Linked DNA regions of Gossypium hirsutum: regions 2, 3 and 4 are each linked to region 1. The links are chromatin contacts, called in public Hi-C maps. All regions are on one chromosome and are shown on one strand. Each heading gives the region's core, a stretch centred on a gene start, on an enhancer-like site or on the middle of the called end of the contact. The rest is flanking DNA. Distances are from core to core; before and after follow the strand shown. Region 1 has its middle 22 kb from the start of LOC121213151. Region 2 holds the start of LOC107893669. Region 3 holds the start of LOC107893670 (probable WRKY transcription factor 57). Region 4 holds the start of LOC107893926 (probable inactive purple acid phosphatase 2).

Region 1 (2,962 bases), core at 150-2,649:
AGGCTCCTGTAAGCTCTAAGTTACCAATGGCATTCAGCAAAGCTCTACCCTGCATCAATGGTGACTGGGAATATTTAACAAACATTTGGCCAAGTAATTTGATTCCAAAAACCAAATCAATAGCAGGAAAAAGTGGACAAATTTATGGCCAAATTAACCTGTAGATACTCCATAGAAAGATAATATGCTTGCTTCACATTGATTTTCTCATAGTAAGCATATGTAGCATTCCAGTTTATAATAAGCGAATCTCGGACGCTTTCGGCTGTTGCTTTGAACGCCTTGGGGAGCTCGAAATGGTCCGGCGCAAATGAGGGTGTGTACTCAGAATGGTATTTAATACTTGATGCAATGGATGCAGAATCTGGAACAAATGTATCTAGAGAAGCTGCAAATCAGATCAACATATCACATTAATGATTCAAATGACCAAAAAAAAAGATCAATAAAACACCATGATCAACATATTAGGGGGTTTTGAGATCCATTAGTGGAAAGAAGTGAAAAACAAAGATAAAAAAGAGGACCCTAAAAGCCACTTTAGCATTATATATTAGGAATTCTTGAACCAAGTAATCTAGGGTACAAAACCCTTCAAGCCCCCATTACAAAACTATTCAAAACCTTCCCTTCACTGCCTACTAATAGGTTTATAAAGAGAAAAATACTATGAAATTGCATTAAGTGATTAAAAAGTGAAAGTAACCTTCTTCAGTGATTTGACCTTCTTCTTTGAGGTCCTGCCTTTGGTCACTGGCAACACTTTTAATAAAGAATTTTCTCCTTGATAAAGTAAAGCTTGAACCTTTTTTTAGGAAGAATAAATTTGGGTTCCTTGCTTTATAGTTAAAACAAGTGAAGGTGGAGTGAAAACTGGCTGCAGAGAAAGGTAGAGACGCCATTGTTCCTGGTTTTCTTTATCAGTTTCCACCAATCACTACCTTTCCCTTCAGTTCAGAAAGAGTAAGAATGTTTCTATGATATTGAAAAAAAAAATGAGTGAAAGAAAGAGTGTTGCTTTTGTCGTCTTATCTTCAATTTGGCGCTTCTTCATCATCATCATGATCATTATCTCAATTTCTCATGTTATAAACGAGGGAAATTAACAATATAGTTATATCGTGTTTATTGAAATTAACGGATGCCATTTTGCTAAATGAAGTGCTATTTAGATTTGTAGTAACTCTCTTGTTTGTTAGTGAAATGGGTGTCATTAACATCTTTTTTGCAGTCAAAAGCATTTGATAAAAGTAATAATGATGCCATTAATGGAGATTATAGCATGTTTCAAACCAGATATTCCTGAGCAAATAAAAAAAATCAAAGATTGCGTTGGAGGTTAATTGTTAAAGGAGGATGGAGTGAGCAAATTAAATTAAGACCGTTGGAAGAGGGGAAAACAGGAGATTTTGGTCACATGGGAGAAGTTGAAGCATGTTTGGCTGTTGAAAGGGTAGGAGAAGAAGGGGGGGGGGGGACATCTTAATTAGAGGCCATCTTGTCGTGATATTAGATATTTTGCAGCAAAGATGAAAAAATGTGATGCTTTTAAATAGAAACTTTATGAAAATTCTAGTCAAGCCAACCCCAAAATTTTTAGCTTTTACCAAATTTTCTCACATAATCTATTCCTATTCACCCTATTTATTTAAATGATTTAAATTTTTACAATAATGTGTGTTTAAAAATTTAGTTAAAAATGTGATTAATTAAGACTAGAGATGCTCATGGGTTGGGTTGGGTCGGGCCGGGTTCGGACTTGGCTCAACTAAAAATTTAAGCTCATTCATTGGGTTCGGGCTGGGCCGGGCCCAAAAATGGGCTTAAAATTTTTTCCAAGCCCAACCCAAATAAAAATGCTAAAACTCAAGCCTGACCCGCCAGCCCGTATTAATTTTTGTATTATTTTATATAATTTTTAAATATATATAATACATCTAAAATAATAACAAAATTAACAAATGCCTTTAAAATAATAACAAAATTAATAATAAAATAAGTTTTATAAAATATCCAAACAATAACAACAAAATAGTAGCAACATAATAGTAATATGGCAGCAAAATAAGGAGAAAACAACAAGAAAATAACATTCAATAACAAAAAAAGAGCAGTTTTTTTTTGTCATTTAGTGAATTCGGGCGGGGCCGGGCTCGGGCCAAAAATACCTTACCCAAGGCCCGACCCGTTTTTTAAACGAGCCTTATTTTTTTGTCCAAGCCCATTTTTCGGGCCTATATTTTTACCGAAACCCTCTCACATTTCGGGCGGGCCTTCAGACCGAGCCAGGTAGCCAGACCCATGAATTAAATTGTAAAAAATTAATCGTTATAGATTTTTAATTAGGGAAAGACTTGAAGACTTAAATAGCAATTATCCTAAGGACTAAAATGGCTAGTTGACCAATTCAAAATGGATGATAGTGGGATATGATGTTAACTGTCATTAGCTTAGGTTAATTAAAGATTAGAGTTTAATTAATCATGATTAAGTAAACTAATTAAGATTAACTAAAATTAATCTAAGTATATAAGTAAAACTTAGTAGGAAAAGATGACAAAATTCATCATATTCTTCCCAAAGGCCACCGTCCACATCCATTGTTATGTTAAGAAGAAAAGCTTCAAAATCGAAGTAACATTTGGTCAACATTACAAGTAAGTTTTTAGCCATTTTCTTTGATTTTTATAGATTTTTTTATCATGAGAGCTTGATTAAGCTAACCCATATATCAATTTGTTCAATTAGTGAGATTTTGATAAGTTACCATTGTTGAGAATTGGATAAATTAGGTGTGAAATTGATAGAAATTAAGCTTAGGTTATGTAAATGACTAAATTGTACAGCTTAACAAGCTTAATTGTTAGCTTGTTTACATCAGGGACCAAATTTAATTAAAAGAAAACCTATTATGAAATTGTGGTAGGAATAGAAAGTATAAGGTCCCTAATGAATAAATATG
Region 2 (2,962 bases), core at 142-2,641, 200 kb before region 1:
CAAGTGTTTGAAGAGCCTATTTATAGAGTTAGGGTTGACCATCGTCTTCAACCCTAGGTTAGCTAATGTTTTCGTGTTAATTTCCATTATGTGGACCAAAGCGCCCCTCACTCGTAACTGTTCCCATACAGGGCCGGTGTCGTGACACCCTAGTGCCGTGTCGTGATATTGAAGGCAGTATGCCTGGTTCAGGTTTTGCTACAAGGGTATGTCATGACATCCTATGGCTATGTTGCGACATCAAAGGCAAACTTGAAATTCTTGTATTTTGATCCCTATGTTGCGACATTGAACTTCTCGTGTTGCAACACAACAACCAGCCTTAAGTTTCTATGCCTTTGAATGGTGTCCTGCACACTCACTAAGTACATACATTAGCTCACCTTTAGGCCTCATTCGACCCTTAAGGTCATAAAAAAACTCAAAATACATGTTTTATTAAATTCAAACCAAATATGGAAAACTTAACTAAAACATAATAAAAATGCTTGTATTCAAGCTCTTTAAGTACGAAAACTAGTTTAATCTGCTACATGGTATTATGGCAAATCAAGAACCAATATTATATTAATGAGATCATTCTGCTAGACTAATTGTCAATTTAAGCATTGCATGCCACATTGAATATGATGTAAAGTATATTTAAAATATATGAATCAAGTTATAAATATTTGTGACTTGTTGTATGAACAGTTTGAATCTAATGTGTTAAAAAAAAGATAGCGTTAATAAGATTCATGGAAAACTTAGAGTCATATGATATAGCTTGGGTCCAAGTTGCTTATGCAATATGTATACATATGTTTAGAATAAAATTCATGTGTTTTAAATATGATTTAAGTCAGATTTGAGTTGACACTTAATGGCTAGGCAAATGAAAAACTTGATTGATATGATACTAGTACTTTAAAAACTCAATTAGAACGTTTTGATGTTTGAAAATTAATTTAGAGTTTGAGTCATAGTTTGAGGACTTCAAGTGCAAATAATTAAAAAAAGAGGAGTGAGAAAATTGAGGAGGACTTAATGCCTAAACTAATGGATAAATTTGAACCATATTATGAATAGGGGATGAAATTTCTTAAAAAAAAAAGGAAAAAGAAGAAGAAAAGGGGGCCCAACCACAATGTAACATGTTGGCATATTGTACAATGAAATGTATGTATGTGTTATAGTGGAGGGTAAGGGAAGAAACTGAAAAGCAAACAATGGTTGGAGATTCTGCCCCTTTTGTGTGAGTGAGCTTTACAACAAGCAAGACAAAGTTAAGGCATCGTTTGGATGTTGTAGCCATAAGAAAAACTCCTCACTCATTGGGATCCTTAAAAAAATCTTGACCGTTCAATCCTCCCTTTTACCTGATGCTTCTCACTTCAATACACGTGCTCTCTCTCTCTTTTTCTTCCCTTTTAAATCCTTTTGCTACCATGCATGGAATTCTCCTCCAACTACAACACACACACACACACACACCAAAAGGGTATCTAGAGAGAGAGAAACAGAAACAGTCTTGGGGTATTTTATTTTATTTCTTTTGTTCCTCTTGTAAGCCTCTTCATCGCCATCATTAGCGACCCTTCTTTATAAAATGTTTGATTTTTTTTTCTGGGTTTAAACAATTTTGAGATGAGCAAAAGAAATGGGATTTTTAAAAAGGGTCTCTTTTTGTTGTGGGTCGGATCTCTTTGTTGTACTTGAAACAGAGAACCTGTCACATCTCAGCTGCTGATTCTCGTTTTTTTATCATCTTCACTGAAACTAAAGCAAGCAACTTTTTTGTGATCTGTTTTTTTTCTCTCTCTGTTCCTTGATCTGTGTTCTTGGTTTCTCACAACAAAGATGGATGAAAGGAAATGCAAGAAATGAGTCACGGTTCCGGTTTGGTTCACTGGGTATTTTCAGTTTTTAAGTGATCAAAATATTTTTTAATGGAGCAAAATCAAGGAAAGAAGTTTGTTTGCAAGTTTTGCAACAAAGGGTATCCATGTGGGAAGTCCTTAGGAGGTCACATAAGGACTCACATGAATACTGAGAATCTTGGTGAAGCAGAGGAAAAGGCTGAAATCTCCATAAACAACCAGCAGCTTTTCTGTTCTAGGAACATAAAGAGAGCTGCTGAGGCTGAAGCTGGTGGTGGCCAATCTGCAACTTATGATCTAAGGGAGAACCCCAAGAAAAGCAAGAGATTTTCTGATTTAGGCAATGGTTCTGTACTCAAAGAGATGATTTGTAAAGAATGTGGTAAGGGTTTCCAATCATTGAAAGCTCTTTGTGGTCACATGGCTTGTCACTCAGACAAAGAAAGGGTCTTTCAGAAACTTGAGGATCATTGGGGTAACACTGAGAAACAGAAGCTGGTTGTGGATAGTCAATCAGATACTGAAATATCAACTCCAAGTAGGAGGAGGAGATCCAAGAGGATAAGGTGCAAAATAGGAGGTGTTTACTCTAATAATTCAGTCTCTTTGGCAAATGGTTCGTCATCTGTATCAGAGATTGAAGAACAAGAACAGGAAGAGGTTGCTATGTGTTTAATGATGCTGTCAAGGGATTCTGGTTGTAAGAAAGGGCTGAATTCAGTTGCTGATTCTTCAGACAACAACTCTGTCGTTCTGGAGGCTAAGTCATCCTCCATAGATTTGAGGATTACTGTTAAGAATGCTAACAATGGTGGTGAGCTTTTGAAGATGAAAAAACAAGGAGTCATCAAGCTGAAATCTTCTGGGTCTGGTCCTTGTTCTGAAAATTCTGATTCTGGGTATTTTAGGAATGGGCCCAAGAAGGTGGAACCAGATGTTTCAAGCAATGGGGTTACCAACAATGTTGAATGTAAGAAACTCAAGGTAAAGTCTAGATCTGGATTTGAAGACTTTGATGCAACACTTGGTAAAAATAGGAGTAAATTCAAGTACGTGAAAACTGAATTCCCAAAGGATTTGGTTAGTGAAGTAGGGGATAATCA
Region 3 (2,962 bases), core at 275-2,774, 180 kb before region 1:
ATAAAGTTATAGTTTTTCTATTTCTTTTTCAAGAATGCATTTAAAAAACAGGCAGTAAGTAAAACTATAAACCGCATTTCCCGATTCCTGAAACAATGAAAACACATCTCGGTATATATTGCTTGAGAGAGGGGATGAATTCAGAACAAAAGACAGACTTCATACCAAAAAAAGGAACATGTTCCTAAATTATTCTAATTTGCAGTATCTAAGATTAAAGAGGATTTTCCCAGCTATACTTCCGCTTTTTACCTAAAAAAAAAAAAGATTTCTCAAAGCAAAGCACGCCATTCCCGCCGCAATAACGGCGGTGTTGAAGGCCACTTCGTTAATAGGCAAAAAGTCGCTGTTATTTTTCGCCCTCTCTATTTGCCTTAATTGGACCAATTATTTCCCTAAATTTACGAAACTGCCTCAACCCTTCTTCCCCAACTTGCATGAAACAAGGTTGTTATATTTTTTTTATACAGTTTCGCTGTACGGACACCGAAATTTGCATGACTTTTGATACGGTGGCTTTTATTACCATCTGTCATTTTTGCCCACCGAAATCGTACTTAATTACAACTCAGTCTCATAAAGTAGCACAAAACAACAAAAGATAAAGGTTTTTAAAATTATTTTTTAACTTTCATCATTGGTTCACTAGTACTCACGGTATCTCAGGCGGTTTCCCGCCGAAGCCCGTAGATTTCTCCGGCGGATCCTCGCTGGAGCTCGACGACACTGACGGATTCGATGTCGGCACTTCAGCTGACCCGACCGGATTCGACGCTGCCCCTGAACACGAATCACCAACGCCACCAGCTGCACCACAGCTTTGCGATTGCGAGCCGCTACAATTTCCCGCCAAACCACGACTGGCGTCGGTTCGGTCTAGTTCACCGAACCTTTCAATCTCATCGGCATGGTCCGGTTGTAGAATATTCCAACCAAACTCACTCAGTATACTGCTTTCCCTATCGAAGAAGTAATTGATGCTATCGGAGACTGAGTCAGGTCCAGCAAGTGTCCAGCTCGAGCTCGAATCGGATTTAAACTCAGTCCCAGCTGGATCAAGCCCCTCTTTATCTTCCATCCTCTAAACCTTCATCCAAAAAAAGAATAGAACATACAAAGAAAATAACAGGATTCAAAGCACGTCCAAATGAAATCTAAAAGAAAACGTAGAGAGAAAATAAAACAAAAAAAAGGAATGAAGGAGAGAGAGCTAGGGTTTTTGGCTAGTTTTTTTTTCCCGTCGTCCAAACAGAAAAAGAAAAAGAAAAAGAAAAAAAAGGAAACTGAAAAGTACGCGCGAGTAAGAGAGATTGGGGGAGAATAGACAAAAGATAAGTTCAGAAAAATCGGCGTCAACTGAAAATAGTGACGGGAGTTTGATATTTAAGCAAAGGAGGTGAAAGAAGATGAAGAGCAAGGGAAGCGGGTGTGCGTGGGCCCACGCGCATGAATGAAGAGAAAAATAGAAAGAGATACTTTCCGACATAAGCATGTTTTTTTCCCTCTCTTGGCAATGCTTTTTTTAATGTTAATTTTTTCCTCAAGCGTTCGGGTATTTGAGATATACCTTGAATTTTATTTAAATTTGAATTAATTCTAATTTTAAATAAAATAAAAATAAACTTTCTCAATATTATTTTATCTATACATGATATTCGTGGGATATTTTTTTTTGAAGGACATCCAGTTTATTCCATTCAATAGATGTTGAATGTTAATTTATTTTATTTTTGAAGTTGCAAGTAACTATATCAATTATTTTAATGAGAATTAATCATTTTAGGATAAAATAATTTTAATTCAAATTTAAATTAATTAATTAAACTCAACTATCGAAAATAATTTTCACAAACCTGATACTCAAAAGTCCTAATCAATTATTTTAGGGTAAATTACATTTAAGTTCACTAAACTATTAGTAAGTTTATGTTTTAGTCACTCAATTTCAAAAATTTACAAAATGATCGTTGAAATATTCTAAACTTTTCATTTAAGTCACTGATGTAATAACCCAATTTTCAATGGTGTTGAAAAATGGTAGTTTCAGAACCCCATTTCCAATGAGTGATAATAATATTTACTAGTTTATTTTGAATTATATTGAATTTTGGTTTAGAAATTCTATTGAATTGATAATTAATTAAAGTACAGATGCAATGACCCTAAAGTTAGTGGTGTAGAAAAAAGAGGTATCACGACCTCATTTCTGCAAACCAAGCATGTAAATATTTACGGACTTATTATATAGGTGAATTGAATTTTGAATAAATAATTTTTTCGAATTAGTAACTAATTAAGGTACAAATACTAAATTGTAAAAGAGATAAAATTTAATTACTATGAAATTATAATTAATTGAAGGACCGATTGAGGAATTGGACCCTTCCAGTAATGTCAAACGGTAGTGGACGTTGTTTGTCACCCGCTTAATTGATTACTTAAGATTTATTAAATCCAATTAGATTAATTAAATATAAAACTAGACATATAAGTAAAAATTAAAAAGAAAACACATTATATTTACCAAAAGAAAAGGAAACACATTATTTCTTCCTTTTCCTTCTCCACGAAAACAAGAAGGAAAAATTGGGGTTTTGAGTTTGAACTTCAGTCCTTCAAAATAGGTAAGTATACAAGTTCATTTCTTGTAATTTTTATGTTTTCAAGGTTGTGGTAGTTTGATTTAGTTAATCTGTATTTTATTTTTCGAAATTGCCAAAGTTTCAAAATATTTCCATTGATGAATGCTTGAAGTTATTGGTGTTATTTGGTTAGATTTTAAGCTTAGATATGAAAAAGGACTAATTTGTAAGGTTTAATTGTTAATTTTTAACATAGGGACTAAAGTGTAAATATTTAAAATTGAGGATAAATTTATGTAATTATGGATAATAGAGGGCTGTAGAAAGAAGTAATTGAAATCGGATTGTAAATCAAATCTTAAATTTGAAAGATATAGCTA
Region 4 (2,962 bases), core at 298-2,797, 140 kb after region 1:
ATATCATATGAATTAACTTGAATTGATAACTAGCCACCTACTGATAGCGTCACTAAGTAGGCAAAGGATACTAATTCCACCTCAGAAAGGAAGGAAAGGTCTTTTTGGATATATATATATATATATAAAAGCAGATATGCTACAAATCCTATCAAACATGTTTGGGAAGAAAGCAATAGCTCCGTGACAAGTGGTATTAGAGCCACTAATAACTACCCGAGTCCACATTGAAAAGGAAAAGAGAATCTTTAAATACATAAGTGTGTGCACTACACAGCTTATCAAAAAAAAAAAAAACACTTTGAGCAGATACACAATATGCTGCAGGCCAATGGTCCCATGACCATAGCACTAGATCAAAGATTCAAACTTCGAACCTAGGCCCACCCTCTCCTTCATCAGGACTAAGCTCTTTCTATAACAACATTTATTATAAATGTCATGCTTGTCAGAAAACTAAATTCTTATGTTTTATTTTATCCTTCATCTATAACAACAATAAGCATAAAGCATATCTACTTCAAATATTATTATGGTTATAGATGTAACATGATAAAAAGGAAATTGTAATTCAAGACAAGGAGCTCAGCATTGTAGCACAACCATTTGAATGAAGAAGGCGTTTTTTAGTTGGAACAAAATGTAGTTCAAAACATCTCCAAATTTAGCATTTAATTACCTGATAATAGTATTTCACCCCACCCTTTAAACCCGACATGACAGCGTCAAATATCCAACCAGGATCTCTCCAACCAACGCTCTCATTGGCCGGCGCGTGACACATGTCTTCCCTCTCGTACCTCCCCACACGTGCCACCGCTACGTCACCTTCCCACTCTCCTTCCTTCTCTCCGTACCTCACCTGCCTCTCCTCCGGGTCCTCCGCAACGAACATCACCCGCATCTCCCTTTCCCGACCGGTCAACGACAAGTGGATCTGCCCCGGCCCACGACCCAATTCGAAACCCACCGTCTCGGATTCCGCCAACAAGTGCTTCGTGCCCGGGAGGGGATTATGATCCTGGTCGTGGATTTCCGGGTTGACCTCGGATTCGGTCCAGCGGAAGATCCGGAAGGAGTAGTTAGAGCGGAGGGAGGTGAGGGGGAGAGAAATGGAGCCCGCTCCAGATTCCCAAGTTGAGGAAGAAGATGAAAGGAACTTGTAACCGATGAAGTTGTCGTGGGGTGAGTCGGGGGGCGAGTAGAGACCGAGCCAGTCGAGCTTGGACGGTGACTCGATGCCGGACCATTGGATGTGAACCGAATTACCCGATTTAGAAAGAGTTTTGGGGTTGACGGTGAGGATGGGTTCGGGTCGGACTTGAGAGATTAAAGGAAGGAAGAAGAAAAGCAAGATCATATTCATGGCGGATAACGGAAGTTAATCAAGTTGAGGATTGCAATAAAAGCGAAAGAAACAAGTATGGGCCTTTTTTTTTTGGGAAATAGAGAAATGTATGGGCTTTGAATAAAGGATTAGGCATATTTCTTTTTGAGGAAGATTATAATTGAGTGCCATTTTTATATATTTAGCAAAAGTGGATGACTTTTCAATTATTTAGCAAAATAAACATTTGTCCATATACTCATATAAAAAATAAAAAACATGTAATAATATCATAATTGGTCTCTAAAAGTTTATCAAATTTTCAATTTAGTCCATTTATATTTAAAAATATTATGTTATTTTTAAAATTTAAAATTGTATTGTTTAAAATATTTAAATTTATTATTTTAGTATGCTAATTATCTTTTAAAAATTTAGAAAGTGAGTGTTGAATATTTTTTAAGACATAATATATTATCTTTTTAAATATTAAAAACTTGAGAATTAGAATTATAAATCTATAATTCTGTATTATTGAAAAGAGAGTATCAATATTAAAACTAGTTTGTAGGTTTAAAAGGAATTTTAAAACTTTTTGTTCATTTTATAATTTGATTGAGTCTAGTCCTATTCAAGTCGAGAGTGATATTTAGATGAAGCCTATTCAGCAATAATGATTTCAGGATTTAAACTCAATCAAAATTCCTAAGAAATAAGTTTATTTCAATTTTTTTATAATTTTAAATTTTCATATATTAAAATAATGGTACTTAAATTTTTTTAATTTAAAAATAACATACTATTTTTAAATATAATTTTAAAGTGAAAGCAAGATATATAAAATTTTGAAATTTTGATAAATGAGGATTGAGAGAAGGAAGGAACCTGTAGAATATGAGAGTAGAAGTGAAAGTCGAGATATGAAGGTGTCAACTTTGAAGCAGGTATATAATATAACAAAAAGTCCGTTTTAATAGATCAATTATGTTCTTTCAATCTTACATGTATTAATGCTACATCTATTTAATTTTGTTATTAGTATGTACAATTTATGACACTGTTTAGTTGTTGTTATTGTTAAAGTGGCAGGGTGATTTTTTTTCTTCCTGTTATACGATGACATTAGTTTAATGTTATTTGAACCAAATCAGATCTGTTGAATCAAGAATTAATTGGGGTTACCAATTAGAAGATGGTCTTTGAACCGTTTGATTCAAAAATCATTATTAATCAGCACACTTAAACTTAGCATTAATATCAATATCAATGTCAATCAAGTTATGAATTAATTGACAATACAACATTAAATTATGAAATCCTCACGAATTAAATGAAAAATTCTGTAAGAAATATATTTGTAGATAAGTCTTTAGTTAAAATAGTGAAATTAAAACATTAAATATTATGGTATTTTAAGTTTAAATCTTACCATAGTAATATTTTATAAAAATATATATAAAAGTAAAAAACACTATTATATCAATATTTGTTATTTTATAAAAACAATAGACTTTTAGTCATGTTTCAACTAAATTAATGTTCTATTGACGAATGACAACAACTCGATCAAAAGCTTAAATAATGATATAAATATAAATACTTAGTAATTATAATATATTTAAATAATAATAATTA

What was found. A called contact is a pair of places that touch in the nucleus more often than the background predicts.
Region 2: a Hi-C map of leaf shows a contact between it and region 1, with 2.9 times the contacts expected there. The contact joins the promoter of LOC107893669 here to the enhancer-like site in region 1. A contact is called at or near these places in 16 of 34 Hi-C or Micro-C datasets (callus, hypocotyl, leaf and 2 more).
Region 3: a contact with region 1 is called in a Hi-C map of leaf, with 6 times the contacts expected there. The contact joins the promoter of LOC107893670 here to the enhancer-like site in region 1. A contact is called at or near these places in 8 of 34 Hi-C or Micro-C datasets (hypocotyl, leaf and seedling).
Region 4: a Hi-C map of leaf shows a contact between it and region 1, with 2.5 times the contacts expected there. The contact joins the promoter of LOC107893926 here to the enhancer-like site in region 1. A contact is called at or near these places in 5 of 34 Hi-C or Micro-C datasets (leaf and petal).

The regions. Positions count from the first base shown.
Region 1 is chrA13:32,408,967-32,411,928 of Gossypium_hirsutum_v2.1, forward strand. It overlaps the pseudogene LOC107920674. Among protein-coding and RNA genes, the nearest start is that of LOC121213151, 22 kb to the left of the region's middle. Within about 2 kb of position 1,400, at least 6 of the 9 cell types and tissues checked have an H3K27ac peak or open chromatin away from gene starts, as enhancers often do. A contact at or near this core is called in leaf, where this site is marked.
Region 2 is chrA13:32,209,123-32,212,084 of Gossypium_hirsutum_v2.1, forward strand. It overlaps LOC107893669, which reads left to right and starts at 1,392. Exons shown (of 1, transcript XM_016818726.2): 1 at 1,392-2,962. The coding sequence starts at 1,929.
Region 3 is chrA13:32,230,179-32,233,140 of Gossypium_hirsutum_v2.1, forward strand. LOC107893670 (probable WRKY transcription factor 57) reads right to left here and starts at 1,525. Exons shown (of 5, transcript XR_005908121.1): 1 at 657-1,525.
Region 4 is chrA13:32,548,216-32,551,177 of Gossypium_hirsutum_v2.1, forward strand. It overlaps LOC107893926 (probable inactive purple acid phosphatase 2), which reads right to left and starts at 1,548. Exons shown (of 2, transcript XM_016819072.2): 1 at 680-1,548. The coding sequence starts at 1,366.